Linked DNA regions of Anas platyrhynchos: region 1 is linked to region 2. Evidence: chromatin contacts called from public Hi-C data. All regions are on one chromosome and are shown on one strand. The core of a region is the stretch at or near the end of the contact, and the rest is flanking DNA. Distances in the headings are between cores, read along the strand shown.

Region 1 (7,064 bases), core at 3,084-5,583, 120 kb before region 2:
TTTAGCATCACAGCTCGGACTCTAGTCATTAGTCTTGAAGTGAACAAAGGACTCGGAGTTTTTCCAGGTCTGTTTTTAACACCTTATCATGATTTTGTCCACTTGATAAAATTGCATAGGTGACCATATATAGCTGTACTTGAAAAAAAATTTTATCTCTGTGCTTTTTAAAAGAACAGTTATGTTGTTTCAAATGTTTTTATTTTATGGTCTTTACATTTTTGATATGCCTGTGTGCTTGGGATGATGGAATTTGGCAGTAAAATATATAAGCACAGTGTGACAATAAACACTGTCTGCCTAAGCTCTCAACATTCCTCATTCAGATTAATTTAAAAGCTCTATATAATATTCATAGAATTAGAGGTGCAAAGTGCTGCTTAGAGTATTCAGGCTGTTTTAGATGGTTGGGATTTTTGCCTGGAGCAAACAGTGAAGCTTGTGTCCACCGAACTCTGAATAGCACACTTAAGTTCACCAGGTTTCTAGTTCACTTTCTTACTGTTTGAGCAGAGTTACGGAGAGCAGCGGAGACTCACTGATGGATCAGAAAGATTGAACAGTTTAAATTTGTATTCATGCATTTGCAGCAAGCTGTGTCAGCAGCTAAGTACTATATTTAAAGAAATTGTACTCCTACAGGAGTTGATGAGTACAGAGATTCTCACCAGAGTCATATATTGCTTTGCATTAGCAAGAGTAATCCCTCATTGAGTTAGTAATCTGACTTTAATTGCAGAATTAAAGGAGAAAGAAAGATTAGCCTTCTCTCAGCAACATCTTGTATCACACTTCATGTTTGTGCTGCCTTCTTTTTTCTTGGAAGCTAGAGGGAGATGGGAAATCTCTATAGGTATTAATCTGTGTCTTGATTTATTAATTTCATGCAGAAGAGGAGCATGTCACTTTCTAAGACTTCCTGAATATAAACTGCATAAACAAAGGCTTGCAGCAAAAGCTATTTAAACACAGGCAACAAAAAATGAGATTGTAGCAGCATGATCTTCTTCAGTCAGTATAAATGAGATTCACGTAAATCCACTTAAAAGGCTTATTAATCTGTGATTTCAGTGTGTAAGGTTGCCTCAGGCACAGGGATTTACAGAAATTCCCTCTTAAAGCAAAGATAATTGTAAGAAAAGTGTGCCTGATACTTCTATAGAGGGAATAGTTTCTAGATTTTCTATCCATTCTCCAGCTTGGAAGATACAGTGCTTCCTTCAGCGCTGCAGGCTGTATTTATCCAAGCCTACAGTTTCTGCTGAATAGTTGCTTGCTTTGAGTTAGCAGAATTCCTATACTGGTTTTAAAAAGTACTGCTAGCTTTTGTTCCTGTTCTCTTTCTGATATTTTTAAAGACATTCTGGAGCTGTACAGGTTTCAGTGGTACTTGCTCACTGTGGAATGACAATTAAAACAGTGATGGTGCCGGTTGCTTAACCCCCACACATAAAGACAATAGCCAGTGTTTAGCTATATTTTATAGCACTGTGGGAAATGTTAAGAGACAACTTGAAGAACCTTCCCCCTAGGGAAGTAAAACTTGAATATTTTCTGAAGAATTTGCCATGTTTTCATGACTGGGTATAAACTATTTTCTCAAGCATATTGTTTTGCAATTTTATAAAAGCATGTACCACTCTCTTCTTTTGTATTGAATACAGCAGATTTGTTTATATGGTTTAGAGATTTCTTCTATCCAACAGCAGATCATTTTATTCAGTGAGCTCAGTAAGCTGACGGATAGATACATGAGTTTGTCTTATGTATGCTAGATATCTAGAATGTGAAGATTTTCTCTCTTCAGGGAAGCAATTGACTGAAGAAGGAATAAGATGAGCTGTCCTTAGAGAAGGAAAGAGTTGTAGGTATTCAGAAGCAGAGCTGCCAAGGCTGGTCAGCACACATGACGATCCATAACTATTTAATAGTGATAGGCCGAATGCTCATACCAGAGTAGTTTCCCAGTTGTAAAAGTAGGCAGAAAAAACAGAGGCCAAAGTTATTAGGTACTGATAACAGCCTTAAACTATTATGTTCCGCTTGTACAGATTAGTTTGGCCCTACTCTGTCACCCATCCCCTGTCTCTGATCCTTTCTGCAGAATTTGGGTGGTGTTGCTGTGTGACCTCTCAGCTCCTAGGCGGGGGAAGAGGCAGGCTGTGCTCTCACTTCCCTTTGCTTTGCCCACTCTGCTGGCTGGCAAATAACCATCGCTTCCCTGGTGAGGTGTTGGACCAGAGCAGAACCACTGCAGGTGCTGGAGAAGGTTTTTGGTGTCTCAGGAGAAAAGTGCTCACCCACTTTCAGTGTGGGTGTTCACCACTCACAGGAGACGGTTGTATGTGGGGAGGTTCCCACTTCACAGGAGAGTGTGGGAGACTCCAGTGCCCATGGCCCTGCTTGGTATCTCAGCCTCTGCTGCACTGTGAAGTCCCTCATGGTCAAGCCACAGCTCCTGAGAGAGGTCAGGGCCGTTGGGAAGGACCAGGGGCTTTGTGAAAACTCGAAGCGGGTATATCCATCAGTACAGTGTAACCGTGTTTGTGATTTATTCTGTCTCAATTTGTTATGGCACTGGGGCCTGATTTGCATAAATGAAGTTATTGAGAAATAACTCTGTTTCCAGATACGCGTGGTCTGATGAACTTTTGCTCTCTGTTCTACATTCCTGATCACATCTGGTGTAGTCTGAACACGTGGTCATGCTTCCCTTTCTGCCTGTCACACAGAAGAGGGAGAACAGTAGAGAGAAAAGAAGGGAGACTCCTTGTATTGGATAGCGTGAGAGGATTTTTCAAGGATTTTTCTTCCTCACCTCCAAATTTTACAGGAGAAATATCTTATTTTGGTTTACTCATCTATAAACACTGAGCTTAAGTGGAGATAGACTGATAATGCAAACCTGAAGGATATGTATTGCTAGTGTCTGAAATTCTTCACTGATGCCTATAAAAGCTTGTTGATGAGGAAAAAAAATGTATAAAGGGAGGCAGAAGTGGGCTCAGAGGGAACAGGACTGTGTGAATCTATTGCTCTTCTAAAAGTGTTAGTTAACATCCTTTGTAGTTTTCTGAGTGTATATCATCAGGAAACAGTACATCAAAAAATCACTAAACCAGTCTTTTTTTTTTTTTTTTTTTTTTTATTCTAGGAAACTATTAGATTTGTTTTTGTCACAGCTATGTCAAAAATTGTCGTGGTTTGGCTAAATTCCAGAAAGGTCTTTATAATCTTCAAGTCAGAAGGCACTGGTTAATGCAGTGCTGTGTATTAAAAGAATCCCTCAGTCCTCCATCCATCTTAATAATACTTTATTTCAGGCCATTATTTCTGTTGTGCAGTGTCCTTCTTATTTGTTTAATTCAGTGTTTACTTTTTAAACTTCATTCAGTGAAAATTGTCCTTCATATTAATAAAGTGTTGTTCAAGTTTTTGATAATTATTTATTTTGGTTTGGGTGCATTCACTAAAAAATGTGCTTTGTTAAGGCTTTTCTCAGCCAAATCAACCAGCCTTCTGTGGGCAACTGGGATTGCTAAATACATTGCCAGCGGTCACTTCAGCTGGAGTTAAATTCAGTTCTAGACATGTAAAAAAAAAGGGGCAGGGCTTCTTATATATGCACTACTTTTTACTTCAGGTTGCCTTTGCAGAAACTAGAATTTAGCAATTACATGTGCTGAAGATAACTGTACCTTTCCATTTCTGTAAAACAAAGATACTTTATACTGATGTGCTTTTTGATTGAACTCATTGTGGAAGAGTTGTGTGATTTGGAAGTAATTGGAAAAGGGTAAACCTGATGATTTTACAAAACATTATTAAAATGCTAAATGGAATAACTAGATGAAAGGGTGATTTGTACATATAAAATTTTACCATTTTGTGAAAAATTGCTGTTGCAAATCTACTTTTAATTGATGGTTTTTAGGTTCCAGGAAACCTATTTCACAACATGATCTGAAAGCTGTAACCAGTGATGTGACCAATGCAGGAAACAGAACTATAACTTTTATGGTTGTAACTTCCCCCAAACTTGGAAGGCTGATCAGAGTAAATTCTGATAATACCACTCAGGAAATCCTCAGTTTTACACAGTCTATGGTAAGCATTTACTTTATACTGGATAGTTCAGTGGTAGATTGTTACTTCAAAGGGCATCCCAATTGCTTTTTCCTTGCCTGGTCCATTTATATCTGTTTAGTAACTGAGCATATGTGACCCATCAGTGCGATTGCCCAGATTTGCTGTGTCATTAAATATCTGGCATGTAGTAATGAATGCAAGAAGAGCCTTTGTTCCCCTCTCTCTGGATACTAGCAGAGTCTTGGCAATTTCCACTGTTTTGCTTGTAACAGTATTTTTTGGGAAGAGCTGTTTTGGTGCCATTAACCGGCAGTCAGAGGTTGGAAGCCTTGACTTTTTGGCAGAAGGAGTAGCCTTGTGCCGTATGAAAACTCCAAGTAACAGATTCATTTCAGCTGTGCACAGTCCTCATGGGTGTCCCCAAGAGGACTTTTATTGGCTTGATTGGCTGTGATACTAAGTGTTTAAAGAATCTTAACTGTGATACAGGGTCCCGCACTTGAATGGCTAAAACATGGCAGCTCATGTAACTTGATGGAAAACATTCTTCTGCAACTGAGATGACTTACGTCTGTGGGCTGAGTCTTAATGGAGCTGTGTGCTCTGCGCGCTGTAAGTTGTTCTCAGAAAATCCTAGCAAGGGAGATAAAAGGAGCTCGATCATCTGACTTTACAGAAGGAAAAAATAAGAAACAATTTGGATTTAATCTACATTTACAGATTTAAAAAGTGACTGGTAAATGAAATAATGAGAAAATCTGTTGTTTAGAAACAGAAACTTGACCAACAAGACTGAGAAAAAAGTTGGCATTCTTGTTAGTTACTACCAAACTTTGAAACAACCTGACTAATGACACGGTTTCCTTCTGTTCCTAAAATGAACGGTTTTTATGAGCATTAAATGAAACAGTTAAGCATGTCAGACAAGATCTTTCAGGTAGAGTTTTGAAGTTTAGATTTCTTTGCCTACAGATAATGATCTACATATGTTTATTTGATAGTGCCATGTCAGAACATGCCACTTTTTCTCTATAGCTTTAATTCTTACTAATGTGTAGATAACTTTGCTTTGAACTTCGTAAATTGTGTAAGGATCTGAGATGTAATAATGTGTGTGTGTCTTTTCTCTGTTGGAGGTATTTGTATTGGCCACTTTCACTTCAAACAAGTAGAACTAAGTGATTTATTGCAGGTAAAATTAAGGTATCCTAACCAGCTCACTATTTGTTCTGGCAGAGAATGAGGAGTAAGGGGAAGAAAAAAGATCCAAAATAAACTTCCACTGTCTAGTGTGCTGTAGCCACATGAAGTTAAATATCAGTGAAAAAATGACAATGATATTGCAAGCATTGTATATTCTCCATTACACAGAGAATAAGAATTTCAGTTTCTGTTTGGTAACAAAAGGCTTGTAAATCTGATTTAATTTGAAAGTTTTTGGGTTAGTTTTGTTGTTTGTCTTCATTGGCTCCATTCTGTATTGTAGAACTTGGAATTTTACTTCTGAGAAGTAGTATGCAGCTAGATTAAAAAAGAATTTATTACTTTTTCTGAGGTGCATCTTCCTTATGTCCAGTGTCTTATTGCCTTGTGGCCAAAAAAAAAAAAAATAGAAGAAGAAGCTGAAATCAGTATTGCATTCCAGTGAAGTTTTTCAAGAACAGTTGTTTTGTAGCCAATATAAGGAAATTAATTGTTCTTTAAATTCAATGAGTTGTTTTTTCTCTCTGACAATATGTTCTATGATAACTTAGAAGAGTTTTCATCTTGCAGCAAGCCACAATGTCATCATTATATTTAAAGTCATTTCAGAGGTAAACAAGGCAATGCTAACCAATTCCATTTTCTTGTCAGTGCAGATATTAGCATGGACTTGCGACTTACTAAAAAAAAAAAGGTATAAAAACTAGAAAGATTAACAGTTGATAACTAAACACAGCTGAATTTATAGGATGTCATTCCTATTCTTGTTACATTAGTTTGCTTTCTCCAAATTGAAGTCCTAGAGGCATGCTTTGGAAGGTTATCTTGAAGCAGCACAACATTTTAATACCACTTCTGTGTGTTTTGTCCCATAATAACCATTAAGGATTAAATCAGTATAGGGAAAACCTGGTGACATGCATGTAGGATTTTATCACATCAGTCTGAATTCTATGGGCAGTATGGTCAGACAGTTTTGAAGCTGGTGAGAAAACTTGCCTCTGGAAGCCTGTTTCCCTGGTGAGCTTGGAGGGGGCTGTTTCAGTGGTTTCAGGATTAGCTCTGTCTGTAGCTACAGATTCTGTAGTGCTTAAGTGCCTCATCCTTGATAGCAGCAGGGATTTTTGGATTTATTTTTCACACCTTTCAAGCATATGTCATGGGAATATGTGCTAGTAAGTTCCTTCAGTTTGTTTGCAAAGCTGTGTAACCCATGTTACAAGTTGTAGACTTAAAACTGCCACCATCGTAGACAGGGATCTCTGTGGCAATTACAAACTAATACAGGCAAGCCTACAGTAGCTGCTTGGGAAGTTGCAAAGGGTTTAATGGGTAGCTGTCTTTTCTTGAGGTCAGAGAATGAATTATCAAGCAAAGCTGAAATAGTGAATGAGAAATAGCAAGTATTCTAGTCTTGTGACTCTTAGGAATCCTACTGAAGTGTCAGTGTATGAAGGTATTGATCTTAAACTTCTGGTGTAGTTTCAGCTGGTGATTATCCTGTATGATAATACTAGCTTTTGGTTTTGGGTCTGAACAGATGCGTGGTTATATCTAGCATAAATCTGTTTTTCAACTAGGCTTGTCTGGCAACACTGAGTATGTTCAAAGGGAGAAATGCAGGATAAAATAACTTCATAATATAAGCTACATACACAGCCATTGTGTGTGAGCTAAGCTACAAAACCCTTTCTTGAACAATGATTTTTTTCTTGTGATTTATGTCTTATGATTTTTTTCTCTCCTTATGCTCCTGTATTTAAAATTAATCT
Region 2 (7,052 bases), core at 3,180-5,679:
GGTCTAGAGGGATACAGAGATGGAGTCTAGAAACGGCTTCGCTTTTTACCCCAAGTGGACAATCCATTTGCACTATGTAGAGAAAAACAGAGGAAGCATAACTTTAGAGTTCTTCTTAAAGCCAAGCCCATGTTGGCAATGTATCAAAAGGCTGCTGTTTCTGCCACCTCTAAAGGCACTTTTGGGTTATTTTACTGCACAAAGTTGTACACTAGAAAATAAAACACTGAAAGAAAGACACATCCACTCTGTTTTCAGATGATCTATTATCACCAACAGATCTTTGTTTGGTCTGCACAGACAATAATAATCCTCACATACTGGCAGCTGTCCCGGACTGTAAATTTAAAAGAAAGGTCTTATGTTGTAAGAACACCACACAGTTCATGTTTTTATCTGAAGTTTACAATTTGGAATTGAAGAGTTATACCATGTTAGAAATAACTGCTAAGAGCAATAAAACAGCCATAAAATGGAGAAGAAAAAAGAAATAGTCAGTTTTCTCTTCTAGTTTGTCTCTTCTTTACAGGGAACAAAAGCAGCAAATGCATAACCCAGCCCTAACCCTGTTCCTGTGATGAATACAGACACTCAGGAGACCAAGCTCTCAAACCCAAGCCATTTTCTGATTGCAAATATGCACCAGGAAAAATATTCTATTAGCTCAGAGGTGCTGGAGCATTAGCATGTGAAGGCAGGCTGGCTGTACATTTCTCCAACCAGCTCCAGCACAGTCTTCTGGCACCGCATCAGCTCTATGTATGTCATCATACTTCTGCACTGCTATGGTGGAAGCTCGCTTAGATGAATTTTCCCCAGTTCAAGAAGGTAAGCCTTCTTGAAAGTGCAAATTCAAACACAACTGAAAGTGAAATAGAGATGTGCAAGCTAAAGGCAATACGGGTTGAACCAAGCGCATATCTTACTATTCCCAATCCTCTCCTCAAAGTAAACTCTATAATATATCTTAAAGTTTTAAGACTACATTTAAATAGTGCATATCATCTGCTGTTTTATTGCACCCGATAAAAAAATCTTTCTCCTTCCCAAGCGTGAAACGTTGCCAGGGTCTCGCCTCTCTCCAAATTTAAAGTACTTGAGAGTTGTTATCAGAACACAATGCCACACCAGCTAGCAGAGCAAATTCTCAAAGGTCAGACTGCACTTTTCAGCTTTCTCTTCAAAGTAGTATCACAATTATTTAAGTTTCCACCCACAATTTTCAAGATTCGAGAGGAGAATGAAAATCTGAACTTGGTGCTTCTACTTGAAATGAAACTCTTGCTCTCTTAAACAATCTGTGTACTTTATCACTTTATCAACTCTGCCTCCTCAGATTTTCCTAGCAATAGTGTGCACCTACAGAAAGCCTGCCTTTTTTGATCTGTTGTAAAAACTCTTCCAACCATTTCATCAAAAATCTCAAGAGTTCAAGGCCTTGAAAAAGGCAGATAAAGGCATGAAAGACTGAATCACTGTAGATCACAGTTAAGGCTCTGCCTCTCTGGATACAGACCACCACTTATAAATCTCGAAAATAATTTCCAGTGAAGAAGCTCTCGCATTTTCTTGTACAACTGTTACATACACGAATTTCTGTACAGCGTAGGTGGAGTTTTCCTAGGTCTCTTTACTTCTAATCTTTGAGTTGAAAGCCATAGGTCAGCGATATAACAGGAAAAAGGATGAATGATGGGCTATTCTTCTCACAACAGTGATGAACGCATGAATAGCATTAACCTCACAGCAGGGAAATCATCTACACTTATTCAATGCTACAAACCTGTATTTATCTGAATGAGTGTCCCTAGTTATACAGCAGATGATTCTTTCATTTTCTGAGTTTCTTTCCCCTAATGGATCACAAAGTGCCAAACAAACAGCAATGCAAACCTCAGAAGTATGTTTCAGGCAGAAAGATGCCAAAAGGGTACCACATGAGCAAAATCTCTTCAGGATAATATGGGCAAAGGATGAAAAACCTCAACTAGGAACACTGCGGCAGACCACTGTCCTCACAAAGGTGCAAAGGGAGTTTAATGTACAGCCAAACTGACAAACACCAACAGCTTTAAACTTCTCATCTGAATGTCCATCATAAATGCAAAATGCATGTAACACTTCCAACAATAAGGTCAGCTGGAGTATCTGCATCTTCAGATTACTTATCTATTACCTGCTAGATCAGAGATTTAAGATACCTGACATACGTAAAAGAGTAATAGATGTTTTCATACCAGTTGATCTCCGACGGCTGTAAACAAGCTCATTAATCTTTAATGTATCAGCCTCACAGGTAGATGTGGTTTCTTTCAGAGGCACACAGTCACGCTCAGTAACCTCTGACGAACAGAAATCCCAACAAAGTCTAGACCTTTGGCACAGAATGAAAGCTGTCACTGATGTGTTTTGTGTATTTTTAGCAACAGACTACCTGAGTAAACACTGAAAAGTTTAACCCAAGGCCAACAAGCCATACGTGGAGAAAGTTTAGCTCCTGGTTCCTACCTCTGTCTGCATGGCACCGATACATTAAACTATAATTTCAGAAAATAAGTAAGGGTGTTACCTTTCTGGACGTGGATGATGTCCGGAAAGTTGGCCAAATGCCCCTGATACAGCGCTAACAAATCCATCACAGGATCTAGGTCCTGTCGGGGCTGATCTGCAAAGAGGTCCCCGATGGCATCGTAGGCTTCCGCAGTGAAGGCTATGGCTTGGTTGAGGCCGGCCGAAAAGGCCTGCTGGTCCAGCTCAAACGCCTGGCTGAGGCACTTGAAGGAGTGCCCCACCTTCTGGTATTCCTTCTTGAAGCCAGTGACTTGTTTGCGGGCGAACTCGTTGACGGTGTGATTGAGCTGCAGGGCGCTCTCGTCCATCTTCTTCGTGAAGGCTTTGAAGCCGTCCACCTGGCTCTCCACCTCCTGCAAGTCCAGGCCAGCCCCAGGGCCAGCGGGGACACTGATGGTCAGGAAGAAGTTGGCACCCACCATCTCGTCTTTCTCAGCCTTGCGCTTGCCCTGCTTCCAGGCCTTCTCATCCGTGCTGGGACAGGTGAGGAAGTGCTGGAAGGCATCGCACTGCGCCAGCACGGGGTGGCTGCACATGTGGTCCATCCACCAGGCCAAGCCTTTGCGACGCTTGGAGATGAAGTCCTCCTCGAAGCGGCCGGTGGCCTGCTTCTCGGGCAAGTGGGGCACGGAGATGACAGGGAACTTCTCGGCCAGGCGCCCGTAGAGCCAGTCGAAGTGCTTGTAGCGGCGGTGCACCTGCTGCCCGGTGTGGCTGGGCACCAGCTTGTAGGCGATGTAGCTCTTCATCCCCTTGAACTTGGTCTGCTTGGTGGGGTCCTCGATGGAGCACTGGAAGGGGTACGGGTTCTCCTGCCACTCGGGGCCGCGCGGCCCCAGCACCACGCACAGCTTATCCCCATCCTTCACAAAACCCGACGCCTCGCCCAGCACGAAGGCCTCCCCGCCGGACTTGACGAAGGTGGAGAACCGGTTGAGGTTGCGGCTCACCGTGGCCGAGCTCTTGGCTCCTCCACCAGCCGGGTGCGGGTGTCCGGCTGCGTGTCCACCGCCACCACCGCCACCCCCACCGCCACCGCGGGACCCCAGGGACAGCTCGGACCGCGTGGACAGGCGGTAGCGCCCCGCCGCCCCGCCGCCCCCCGCAGCCTCGTAGTCGGGGTAGGAGCTTCCCAGCGCCCCGGGCTCGTCCGCCACCGTGGAGCTGTCGTCCCAGTCATCGTCCCAGTCGTCGTCGCTGCCCTGGCTGGGCTGGTAGGGGCCGCCGTAGGGTGCCATAGGGAAGGGGTACCCGGCGGCGGGCGGCACCGGGAAGGGCTCGGGGGGCTGCTGCGCCGCCGGGGGCTGCTGCTGCTGCTGCTGCTGCTGGTGGAGCTGCTGCTGCTGCTGCTGTGCCGGCTTGAAGGCGGCGGGCGGCGGCAGCGGCTCGAAGCCGGCGGCGGGGACATTGGCGTAGCGGGCGGGCGGCGGCGGCTCGGCGGCGGGGGCGCGGATCACCTGCACGTAGGAGGCCGGGAAGAGGCCGCGGTCGCCGCGGCTGTTGACGCCCTCCAGCCAGCCCTCGATGTCCTGCTCGCTGCACAGGCTCAGCACCTCGTGCTCCCGCAGCGAGATCTCGCCGGGGTTCTCCGACCTGAAGTCGTACAGCGCCCGGGCCCGCAGCGCCATGGCTGCGGTGCGGAGCGGAGCGGTGCGGAGCGGGGCGGCGCGGAGCGGAGCGGGGCTGCAGGAGCCGAGCCGCGGAGCCCCGGCGCTGCCGGCGGGCGGCGAGTCCCGGCTTCACCCCGCGGGGCGCGGCGGGGCCGGCCCGGTCCCACGTCGCCAGTTTCGCTAATCCAGAGCCGAGAGGCAGGGCGGAGGAGCCGAGCGCAGAGCGGCCGCCCCCATCGATGGGCCCGGCCCGCACCCACCCTCGCCGCCCGCCCCCTGGCGGCCTCCGCCGCGGGCCGGCCGCGGGGCTTGGGGCTGCCCCCGGTGGAGGTGGAGGGCTGCGGGTGCTGCCGCAGGCTTGGCGGGGCCGCCTGGCCGCCTGGAGGCTCCTTTAGGGGGCCACGGGGAGGTGTTTGAACCCCTGGTTCTGCGCGGTGTGGCGCTGAGGTGCTGGGCGAGGTGTGGGTGAGGGGCTGTGCACCCCGCCACACTGCTCCATCCGCTGGCTGCCCTCACTTACAGCCAGAGTTTTAGTCGTGAATAACGTGTGTGACATCCCTCTTCAAAAAACAGACCATCCTGCCCATGTTTGCCTTCTGCCTCAATCCCATCCCTACGCTGCTTCTCCCACCCTGGCCATTTCCCCTCATAACTCCCGTGGCACCCGGTCCGGTGTTGTCCACCCACACACACACCACCCATGGCCCTTCACCTCTCCTGGATCCCAGGACACAGATTTCCCTCACGGCTTCTACCTGGTGAAGGAAAGGCAGGGCAGCACACGCTGCCTGCATGCTCCTTCCTGCCTGCCATCTTCCTCCCTTCGCCGTGCCTCACCGACCATCTCAACCCTGCTGGGAAAGCAGTGTGTGCCCGTTTGGTTTCCAGTTCCTTGTGTTTTCCCTCCAACACCCTGCTGGGTGCTAAGCTCTAGCTTATTTCTCTGACTTCGCTCAAAGTCTGTCACTTCTCAAAGGTCCTTGTGTCAAACAATTTGTGTGCATTTGGGAGCAGTTCGCTGGAATGCTACAGGACCCTCTCCTTGCTTTCACTAGGTGTAGATGTAGAATTGAGCAGCATGGTTTAGTGCTGGACTTGTCAGTGCTAGGTTAAAGGTTGGACGAGATGATCTTAGAGGTCTTTTGCAACCCAAATGATCCTGCGATTCTATGATAACTGTTATTAACGTTGTTTGATACCTGAGTTTTGCTTTTGCCCACTTTTTAATTTTGACCTCCATTTTCCCATTTGGCATATTATCCCAGCACTTTCGTGTACCATTGCTTAACATTTTTTGAATGCATCAGTTCACCCCAGACTAACACGTCACCCCCAGCACTCTGCATCTGCCTAGCTCTGGAGGTCTGTTTTTATCAGCCAATTCCAACAGTGCAAGAGCCTCAGAGTTCACCGCACAAGCAGCTCCTGTGTGGCCAGCCCATGGGCTCATGTTCACATTATATTGCTTGTGCCTCCATCTCCGAAGCTGAGCACAGAATGTGGAGCAGCCATTTACTCAGAGCAGTACTGAGTATCTGCATCGGTGATACAGGCAGAAGCATCAGTCTCCTTCCAAGGGACATCTGGCAGCTGCTCAGGGCTGTGCAGCTGAAGACTTTGGCTTCAGGCAGCTCCCTGTCAAGGCTTCAGGATTTTCCAGGTCAGCACGCTGACCTGGCCTCGTCATCACTCACCCACCCAGCAGGACCAGAGGCGTTCCTCAGGCCCTCGTCAGCATTTGTCAGCACCCTTGGAGCCACCACAGCTCTTTTTCCACTAGGGCTAGTGTTCGTTATCTTTTGGCCACTGCAATCAGTGTCTGCCATTCATGCAGACGGGATTTTATTCTGCTGAACACAGGAACTTTGTGGTACGTGGTCCAGGCTCCAGCATGCTGCCCTCAGACCATGTGGCCAGCTTAGAGTGAGGACTAAAACCCCAATGAGAGGTACTTACGGATCAGTTTAACCTCTGTCTTAGATTTTATCCCTAATTCTCACGACTGCAAGAAACAAAAATAAGTGATCAAGGGTTTTTTTGTTCCTTCAAAGTTACTCCTAACACTGATCATAGTTTGATCTGAGCAGGCTTTGCATTCATATGAATCCTCACGGGTTAAACTACAGGAAAATTACTTCCCATTCTGCCTTTTCTGTACTATTTATTATTTTATATGTGTTTTATTGCATCTTATCCTGCTCGTTTCCCAAACTTTTCGGTCCCTATTCATCTCAATTTTCAATTCCTTTAAACATAACTGCTCTTTTCTCTGAAACAGTTTTTGTTTTTGCTTTCTCATGAGGTGATCAGTACTGTAAATAATGCTGACCTGCTTGAGTTGTAGATGAGTAGACAGATGATTTACATTTTTTCTTCATTGAACACCCAGGAGCGACCAAGAGATGCCATTCTCAGCTACGAGAGCAGCTCAAGAACTGGATTTTGCTGCCCCAAGTGGTGAGAAGCTGTGCTTTCAGTGCCTGGCAGGCTGCCCCTGTCCCGGGAAGGGAAGGAAGGAGGGACAGAGCTGAGCTGAGGGCCTGCTTTACTTCACAGGGTCCAGTGCTGCAGAGGACAGCTGTCCTATTTTCTGCCTTTACCCCCCCTTAGTGTTTTCTTAATAATTTCTGGCTCATTATTTGTATATAAAAAAGACACAAGCAAAGGTGTCGACTTCAAAAGGTGCAAAAACTGCTACAATTAGGATTTTAAAGCATAAAATCTGTAAAAGTAATAAAAACATTATTTATTTATTTGTTTGTTTATTTACATGAGTGTAAACTAGTTAAGTGGTTATTCTCTAAAATGTTCCATCTTTGAGACCTTAACAAAAATTAAATAACATGAAATTAAGTCATGGCTTTTCAGGCA

The links. Hi-C and Micro-C count contacts between places; a contact is called where the count stands out from the background.
Region 1: a contact with region 2 is called in a Hi-C map of F1 follicle, with 5 times the contacts expected there. The contact joins the enhancer-like site here to the promoter of SNX18 in region 2. A contact is called at or near these places in 5 of 8 Hi-C or Micro-C datasets (F1 follicle, liver, skeletal muscle and 1 more).

The regions. Positions count from the first base shown.
Region 1 is chrZ:18,566,345-18,573,408 of IASCAAS_PekinDuck_T2T, reverse strand. It overlaps LOC101801163 (chondroitin sulfate proteoglycan 4), which reads left to right. Exons shown (of 10, transcript XM_027446274.3): 7 at 1-67; 8 at 3,935-4,107. Among named protein-coding and RNA genes, the nearest start is that of ESM1, 69 kb to the left of the region's middle. Within about 2 kb of position 4,333, at least 2 of the 8 cell types and tissues checked have an H3K27ac peak or open chromatin away from gene starts, as enhancers often do. A contact at or near this core is called in F1 follicle and subcutaneous adipose tissue, where this site is marked.
Region 2 is chrZ:18,449,681-18,456,732 of IASCAAS_PekinDuck_T2T, reverse strand. It overlaps SNX18 (sorting nexin 18), which reads right to left and starts at 4,429. Exons shown (of 2, transcript XM_038170211.2): 1 at 2,570-4,429. The coding sequence starts at 4,199.